Linked DNA regions of Arabidopsis thaliana: region 1 is linked to region 2. Evidence: chromatin contacts called from public ChIA-PET data. All regions are on one chromosome and are shown on one strand. Each heading gives the region's core, a stretch centred on a gene start, on an enhancer-like site or on the middle of the called end of the contact. The rest is flanking DNA. Distances are from core to core; before and after follow the strand shown.

Region 1 (4,756 bases), core at 425-2,924, 50 kb before region 2:
TATGCAAATCAATATTGTAAATCTTAATATAATTAATAATTATATATAAACTAATATTATATATATATGTATGTATGAAACATGTTAATTTAGGAATTTAGTAGAGCTGAAAAAAAGAAAATTAATATTTGTTAGTTTGATGGCTTGTTATAAATATAGTATCCACCTTTTAAAATATTTTTAGCGATATATATATTTGTTATCCATAATGTTTTATATGTTCACAATTAGGAATTTGGGTTGAATAGTTGAAAACATGAAATAAGATTCCGGTGGCTATGAAGTATGAATAATCATTATTTGGTCAAACATAAATTTCTTTTTTCAAACGAAGAAAAAAATGTCAAAGAAAAAACAAATACAGGTTATCCTATTATATTATTTGGGAAGTACATTTTAAATGTAACCTTAATTTTTGTAAGTAATTACATAGGTATGCCATTAGAAATAAAATTTTAAAGAGTAAATTATTTTATCTCTTTGAGGATTAAAAAGTCAAATACTAATTTAATTAATTAAATTTAATTAAAAAACGAAATACATTATTAATTTTCAAAAATAATAACCAATCAAAATCAACATAAAAGATTTGATATCTAAATTTTAATTAATTTAATTTAATTAGAAAAACGAAATACATTATTAATTCCCAAAAAAGTAACCAATTAAAATCAACAAATTAGATTTGATATCTAAATTATAATATTAATTTTTTCTTAATTACTATAGTTCACTTCTCATCTTTATATGATTCTATTTTTGCCGAAAAATAATATCATCATTATAGAAAAATAATTAGAGTTTTTTCGCATATGCCATAATTTAAATTTTTAAAAACGAATATAAATTGTTCAATACATGAAAAAATATTATAACGGGTGAAAAATAGATTTAAGAAAACTTTCTACTGAGTAACATGTCATAATTTGAAATATTTATATTCAATTTTATACATATTATATTGAAAATTTATAATCTTATATACTACAATAAGTAATAACATATTAGATGTGATTCAATTTTTAATACAAGCTGAAAAATCCTAGAATTGACGGGTTTAGATCGATATTAATACAAGATGGTATACTACAGGTGAAACTCTTAAATTAAAAATCAAGCTACAAGTGTATAATCTTAAACACTAAACAATATAGATAATATCAACAAAATATATACAACTCACAGTTTACTATACATTTAAAATCAAATAAAATAATATCATATACTTTTAAATCATCTTTACAATAAAAGTTTTTAGTTGAACTAAAATATAAGCCTACCTGCGGTATACTGCAAGTTAATATCTAGATTAAAAGGCTTATTGAATCTAAAGACAAGTCATCAAAGATTTCCTAAACTGAAGCAAAATATACTGAATATTCAAATATCTATCTGTTACAATGGTTCAGACCCATATTATAAAAGGACCAAAATGATTCTAATTACGAATGAGCAGGAAGCTTGATTTATCAGGCGTCCAAAATTAAAATAGTTATCTGATTTTACTCGGATTTTTTATTTTAAAGAATTGAAACTTTAAAATGTTTCAAGAAATCATTCTAAAAAATATTCAATTATTTTTTATTTAATAAAAATATAGGCGGTTAATATCTAATTATTATTATTTAAGTAAAATATTAAAAAGGTAGAGAATCACAAAATAGGGCCCAAGCCCAAAATCCAACCTCATCCGAATCTCACCTTCTCTCCCACCAGCCACCACTCTCCCCTATATAACGAACCTTCCTCCTTCATGCATTTCTCACCATCTCTCTCTTCTTTCACGTCTCTCTTCCCTGAAACTTTCCCGAGAAAATTCTCAATCCTCTATTTTCTCGAGAAAATTCTCATTCTCATTTTCTTTCAGGGAAAAGTTTTGTTGTTGAATACAGATTTGGAAACTTCATTTGTTTTTTTCCGTTTTTAACCAAAATTTTTAAAAAAGCTTTCTTCTGAACGTTAATCGTGGAGAGTTTCGGGTCGGGTCGGGTCGTAAAAGGCGGGTTTCACGGTGGTGATAGATTCACCTCCTGCTTCCTTCTGAGGGGGTTAGCCCCGAGGCTCTTCGCCTCGGCGGGTTTCAAATTCCCCCAAATCTAACAAACTCACAGATTCATTTTCTCCATTTTTTTTGTTTGTTGAAAATTTGAATCCACAAATTTTGAATTCATTTGTAACCGTTCGTTGAAGAAGAAGAAGATGCCTGCTCTAGCTTTTGTTGATACTCCCATCGATACCTTTTCCAGTATCTTTACACCGTCGTCTGTTTCCACCGCCGTTGTTGACGGTTCCTGCCATTGGTCTCCGTCCCTCTCCTCCTCTCTTTACCGTATCGACGGATGGGGAGCTCCGTATTTCGCAGCGAATTCCTCCGGGAACATCTCTGTTCGTCCTCATGGCTCAAACACTTTACCTCACCAAGACATCGATCTGATGAAAGTTGTGAAGAAAGTTACAGATCCGAGTGGTTTAGGATTACAGCTTCCGCTTATTGTTCGTTTCCCTGATGTTCTGAAGAATCGTCTTGAGTGTCTTCAATCCGCGTTTGATTACGCGATTCAGAGTCAAGGATATGATTCTCATTACCAAGGTGTGTATCCTGTGAAATGTAATCAAGATCGGTTTATCATCGAAGATATTGTCGAATTCGGATCCGGTTTTCGATTCGGTTTAGAAGCTGGTTCCAAGCCTGAGATTCTTCTTGCTATGAGTTGTTTGTGTAAAGGTAATCCTGAAGCTTTTCTTGTGTGTAATGGTTTTAAAGACTCTGAGTATATCTCATTGGCTTTGTTTGGGAGGAAACTTGAATTGAATACTGTTATTGTTCTTGAGCAAGAAGAAGAGCTTGATTTGGTTATTGATTTGAGCCAGAAGATGAATGTTAGGCCTGTTATTGGGTTAAGAGCTAAGCTTAGAACTAAACATTCTGGTCATTTTGGTTCTACTTCTGGTGAGAAGGGGAAGTTTGGTTTGACTACGGTTCAGATTCTTCGTGTGGTGAGGAAGCTGAGTCAAGTTGGTATGCTTGATTGTCTCCAGCTTCTGCATTTTCACATTGGTTCACAGATTCCGTCCACGGCTTTGCTTTCCGACGGTGTGGCTGAGGCTGCGCAGCTTTACTGTGAGCTTGTCCGTCTTGGTGCTCATATGAAGGTGATTGATATTGGTGGTGGGTTGGGGATTGATTACGACGGGTCTAAATCGGGGGAGTCGGATCTCTCTGTTGCTTATAGTCTCGAGGAGTATGCTGCAGCTGTTGTGGCTTCGGTTAGGTTTGTTTGTGATCAGAAGTCTGTGAAGCATCCGGTGATTTGCAGCGAGAGCGGTCGAGCCATTGTGTCTCATCACTCGGTGTTGATCTTTGAAGCTGTCTCAGCTGGTCAACAACATGAGACCCCTACTGATCATCAGTTTATGCTTGAAGGGTACTCTGAGGAAGTTCGAGGTGATTACGAGAATCTTTATGGTGCTGCTATGCGTGGTGATCGTGAAAGCTGCTTGCTTTATGTTGATCAGCTGAAGCAGAGATGTGTTGAAGGGTTCAAAGAAGGTTCCTTGGGCATTGAACAGTTAGCTGGTGTTGATGGATTATGCGAGTGGGTGATTAAGGCGATTGGTGCATCGGATCCGGTTCTTACTTACCATGTCAATCTATCGGTTTTCACTTCGATTCCTGATTTCTGGGGGATTGATCAGCTGTTTCCTATTGTTCCAATCCATAAACTTGACCAAAGGCCTGCCGCGAGAGGGATCTTATCGGATTTGACGTGTGACAGCGACGGAAAGATCAACAAGTTCATAGGCGGAGAATCGAGCTTGCCATTGCACGAGATGGACAACAATGGCTGCAGCGGTGGGCGGTACTATTTGGGAATGTTCCTAGGTGGAGCTTATGAGGAAGCTCTCGGTGGAGTCCACAATCTGTTCGGTGGACCAAGCGTGGTTCGCGTATTGCAGAGCGATGGACCTCACGGATTCGCAGTGACCCGTGCTGTGATGGGCCAATCCTCTGCAGATGTCCTCAGAGCAATGCAGCATGAGCCTGAGCTCATGTTTCAGACTCTTAAACACCGAGCCGAGGAGCCGAGGAACAACAACAACAAAGCTTGTGGTGATAAGGGGAACGACAAACTAGTAGTCGCATCGTGTCTTGCTAAGTCATTCAACAACATGCCTTATCTTTCCATGGAAACGTCAACAAACGCTCTCACCGCAGCGGTCAATAACCTTGGCGTTTACTACTGCGATGAAGCTGCAGCTGGTGGCGGCGGCAAGGGCAAAGATGAGAATTGGTCTTATTTCGGTTGATTGAGAGAGACTTGACAACATCCTCTGTCTTTGATCTTCACCGTACGATTGATTACGATCCTAGTTCTTATTTGTCTTTAAGTTCAGTTTTAAAGTTTTAAGTTATTTTCTTGTAATAAGACAAACTCTTAGCAAAATTTAATAATATTATCATTTATCATCATTCACTAAATTAACAATGAGCAATCTGTTAAACCATGTCAATGAGCTGTTATAAGTCTTTTTCCGAATATAGGCTAAATGCATTTGTAAATCCCTTTGGACTATTGAAGAGCTTCTGGAATAAAAAACAATGAGTATTCTATGCAAAGAGTCAAAGACAATTTGGGTAATGCAAATTGAAGGTAACGACGTTGGATCAAGAATATAAGTGAAGGATGTGGTTGTTAGCCGTAGAATATGACACCACAATTCACAAACACACACACGTGACACATAGAATCCTGAT
Region 2 (4,531 bases), core at 174-2,673:
TGCTAATAATTAAACGTATTTCAACCAGCAAAAAGAATCCGAGTGTTTTGTGTATTAATTCTTTTACTAAAAGCAATAGAATCTCAACTTCAACGTAAGTAGGGCACTAATAAAAACTTAACATTTACAATTCTCTTATTTCCCAAGCAAATATCTTCGGCGTCATGTTCATATTGGATTAATAATAATAAGAAGAAGGGTTGGTTGGTCGTCGTATATTATGAAGACACTCTTCCCTATCCACTGACTCTATCTGTCCATTGTCCAGGTCTCTCTCTCTCTTTCTCCTTCTGCCATCTCTGTCCCAATTCAGACTTCTTTCTCTTCGCTACCCATCATTTCACGTTCTTCACTTATCCACCCCAATTTACTATTTTTATTTTCTTTTCAAGTTTTTATTCTCATATTTTGAAGTGTAAATTTAAATAAAATGCTTACCTATGTTTTCCCACAAAATTAACTCTTGTGTATTTCGTAATTTTTTTTTTCATAGAAAATAACTAAATCACTTAATTCACAAAAAGTCTATTTTGGTCTCTCCATGCAAAAACTATAACCTTTCAGTGTGTTGGTAAGAAAAGGTGGTACCACCATTTTCTATCACACTAAGATATCTCACCACACATTTTAATTTGACTTACCTCTTACCACCATTTCGTACCACCTTATACTACAAATCAGACTTATTATAAAATGTCTTGGAGTTGGGATTTTCTCAATTTGTTTCTGATTCGTAATCGTAAAGTCCTCCATGACAAGATATGGACCTACACTTAGTGAAAAGAAAGTAAAAGTTAGAAAATTTGTAGAAATACCTAAAATCTGTGGGCACAAAAAGACAAAGCTAAGTGGGGAAAAAGGCCACTTATTCATTATTTATGAGAAAGAGATAAGAATATGAAGTGTTTTTTTTTTGTTTATTCCTTGCAAAAATAGTTGTATGCAAATGCAACTATATAGTAAATAGCATGTGGACCATCACAGATATTATTCGAAAGAACAAAAAAAAATCAAATGTTGAAACTTGAAAGTGAAATTTAAAGACAAAGAAGAAGAAACTGTAAAAAGCTTACCAAAAAAGTGAAATTATTTTATTGAAAAGAAGTTGAAAAAAAACATCCGTGTGTAAACTTTGACACGTCGTTACCCAAATTATTCCCCACTCTAATAAAGATGGACTAGTCTACACAAAAATTAATATTATCTTTGATTACAAATCGGACATGAAATATTTAAAAAATTGCATAGCACCAAAATTAGATATGAAAAACGTTCATTATATATTTGTCTTATTCTCCAAATATGCTTGATAAACACATTATTATAGAAGAATTACGAAAATATCTTTTACTATTGACACCAATCAGGAATATATCAAATATTTTTAGATAAGAATATAAAAAACACAGAAAATGATTGTATGGTGGTTATAGCTTCATTCAATTTTATTGCAGCAAACAAACAGAAAGGCCAGAGAGACGAAAGAGAGAGGCATTAGGGTTTAGGATTAGGTTTTAGAAAAGGGTTTAGATCTCTACCAACTGGTTTGTTAAGAACATAATCTCCTTACCACATTTTTACTCTTGAAAACATTTTGATCTGTTTTTGTTATCTTCACCAAAAGACTTGACTCCAAGAAACAAGAAGAAGAATCAAGAAGCAAGTTCAAGAACCAGCTTTTAATGAAATCTCTACTTCAAAAAGGAAACTTGCTTTAAGGAGGATGGATCTTTTGTTTTCTTGAATCTTTTGTGTGGGTAAAACATTTTGTATTATCAAGATTTTGATTTGAGGAGATAAAGAGTTTGTTGTTAAGTTTGTGTTCTTGGGATCATCAAGAGTTAAAACAAAAAAAAAAAAACATTTCTTTTTTCCTTCTTCAATTTGAGATTTAGTGTCTCCTTTAACACCCACAAAGCCAGCAGATGCTTTCCTGGTAATTCTTTAATCTATCCTTTCTTCTTCTTTTTAAATTCTTAAATTCATGCAGAGAGATAATTCTCATAATTTTCATTGGTTCAATTTCTTAAAATTTGCTTAATTAAGATTTTATTACATAATGTGAAGTATAAAAAGGGTTTAGTGTTGTTTGTGTTTGATTCTGAAACAGATGACTCCTTGTTTGATCTGATCATAAGAAGAAGAAGACTATGGCCACTTATTACAAAACTGGCTCAAGTGAGATTTATTCCAGACCAGAATTTGTCCCTGGAAACGCAATGAACTACACAAATTCTTTCACAGAGACATTTCCTAGAGATTCAACTAATAATGTGTCACCTTCAAAAGAGATTCAAGTGTTGTCAAGCCTTGGTGGAGTTTCACAAATGGTTGAGATTCAAGATTCTGGTTCTTGGAGAGATCAAGAAGACAATGACAGGAATCGCTTCCCGGTGATGAGGCGTCTTGGCCTCAGCTCGCAGATTGAGACATCGAGAGGCAATAATAACAATGAGTATGCAACACAGGTTGTTTCGGGATTTACTCGAACCATTCACAACTCAAAGTATCTCAAAGCTGCTCAAGAGCTTCTTGATGAAACTGTTAATGTTAAGAAAGCTCTAAAGCAGTTTCAGCCAGAGGGAGATAAGATTAATGAAGTGAAAGAGAAGAATCTTCAGACGAATACTGCTGAAATCCCTCAAGCAGAGAGGCAAGAATTGCAGAGCAAGTTGTCGAAACTTTTATCGATATTAGACGAGGTAATCCGCCTTACAACATATCTTCTACACTTGTTAATGATTCTCGTGGTAACATAAATGTTGTTTGTTTCTTTGTTGTTTGAAGGTGGATAGAAATTACAAGCAGTATTACCATCAGATGCAGATAGTCGTGTCGTCTTTCGATGTAATAGCCGGATGTGGAGCAGCCAAACCATACACAGCCCTTGCGCTTCAGACCATCTCGAGGCATTTCCGTTGCTTAAGGGATGCGATATCCGGACAAATCTTGGTGATAAGGAAAAGTTTAGGAGGGGAACAGGATGGATCAGATGGGAGAGGAGTGGGGATAAGCAGGTTAAGGAATGTTGATCAACAGGTAAGGCAACAAAGAGCGTTGCAGCGGTTAGGTGTGATGCAACCTCACACTTGGCGGCCTCAACGCGGTTTACCAGATTCTTCTGTTTTGGTTCTCCGTGCTTGGCTATTTGAGCATTTCCTCCACCCGTAAGTCTCTCTACTACTCTTGTGAATTTTTTGATTGACCACAAGAGACTCTGACCATTTGTTTCAAAACCTTGAGCTTAGTTATCCAAAGGATTCAGACAAGATCATGCTCGCTAGACAAACGGGGTTGAGCCGAGGCCAGGTATTGCACTGTTAGCTTTTGTGCCGTTTCTCTCATTTAATACTTTTCTTTCTGGTGTGTTCATTTTTCATTGTTTCGTTTGATGATTGTTGAAAGGTATCGAACTGGTTCATAAATGCGCGTGTGCGTCTCTGGAAACCGATGGTGGAGGAGATGTACAAGGAGGAATTCACAGATGCATTGCAGGAGAATGATCCCAACCAGTCTTCTGAAAACACACCAGAAATCACCGAGATTCAAGAGCTGCAAACTGAGTCTAGTTCCAACAATGGGCATGTACCTGGTGTGGCAAGCAGTAGCATGAGACAAAACACAGTGGCCCATGGTGGTGACCGGTTCATGATGGTGACTGACATGACAAGAAATGGTAATGGTGGGATGTCTTTAACGTTGGGGATTCAGAATTCCGATGCTCGTGGCGATGTTCCTATGTCCGGTGGGATAGATAACTACAAGAATACCATCTCGGGAACCGATCTACAGTACTTAAACTCTCGCAACCACCAGCACCAGATTGGCTCTTCACAATTGTTGCATGATTTTGTAGCTTGAGGAGAATAGAAAGGTGTAGAAATGGATTCTTTTGTGAAAGTAAACCCAAAAAACGAAATTGTAGATTAATGAGAAAACATGAGGAGACAATCTGAGATTAGACACGATCTGTTTCATATTTAAACATGAGGAGACCTAATTATATGGTTAGAGGTACATGAGATCAAATGTTTTGACATTAAAATTACACTTAAAATGCTAACAATCATTCAGAAAATTCAAAAGGATCTACCCGAAGTTATCTTATTGACAGGTTTCTAAAACCTAAGCATGTCCAAAAAGCGGAAGCACAAGTTTCTGTCTGCGTTTACCTGAAAAAAGAAGCATTAAGGAAGTTCAATAACAGAGAAATGTGAGTTGAAGAGTTATGTGTGGATCTGATCTAAACTGATTTTACCTTTTGTAGAGAACTCTTATGTCTTCTCTTAAGGCAGGACTTTCGAGGAACGTATCACCAGCTTCATCCACATCGATCGTCTCTACCTCAAAGTTTTGATATCCGCAGTACTCGTTCCACTCGAACCACATCTTTGAGATGACTTCCTTTTTGAAACAAGTGTTGTGATCCTCTTCCTCAGGTGATGACCCAGCAATCAATCTATATGCATGCACCATCTTCTTTTGTCCGGGTCGAAACGCTCGCCCAATAGCTTGGCGGGTCACAGAAGGG

The links. ChIA-PET counts read pairs in DNA pulled down with a chosen protein or histone mark.
Region 1: a contact with region 2 is called in an H3K4me3 ChIA-PET map of shoot, with 13 read pairs. The contact joins the promoter of ADC1 here to the promoter of BLH7 in region 2. A contact is called at or near these places in 3 of 26 Hi-C or Micro-C datasets (root, rosette leaf and vegetative nucleus) and 1 of 2 datasets of contacts at active chromatin or transcription factors (shoot).

Annotation. Positions count from the first base shown.
Region 1 is chr2:7,150,348-7,155,103 of TAIR10.1, reverse strand. It overlaps ADC1 (arginine decarboxylase 1), which reads left to right and starts at 1,674. Exons shown (of 1, transcript NM_127204.3): 1 at 1,674-4,590. The coding sequence starts at 2,200. The coding sequence ends at 4,308.
Region 2 is chr2:7,100,820-7,105,350 of TAIR10.1, reverse strand. It overlaps BLH7 (BEL1-like homeodomain 7), which reads left to right and starts at 1,423. Exons shown (of 5, transcript NM_127194.4): 1 at 1,423-1,936; 2 at 2,111-2,702; 3 at 2,788-3,167; 4 at 3,249-3,309; 5 at 3,406-4,082. The coding sequence starts at 2,151. The coding sequence ends at 3,861. DRD1 (SNF2 domain-containing protein / helicase domain-containing protein) reads right to left here. Exons shown (of 6, transcript NM_001335476.1): 5 at 4,259-4,531; 6 at 4,000-4,172. The coding sequence ends at 4,169. It overlaps AT2G16405 (Transducin/WD40 repeat-like superfamily protein), which reads left to right. Exons shown (of 12, transcript NM_147322.4): 12 at 1-12.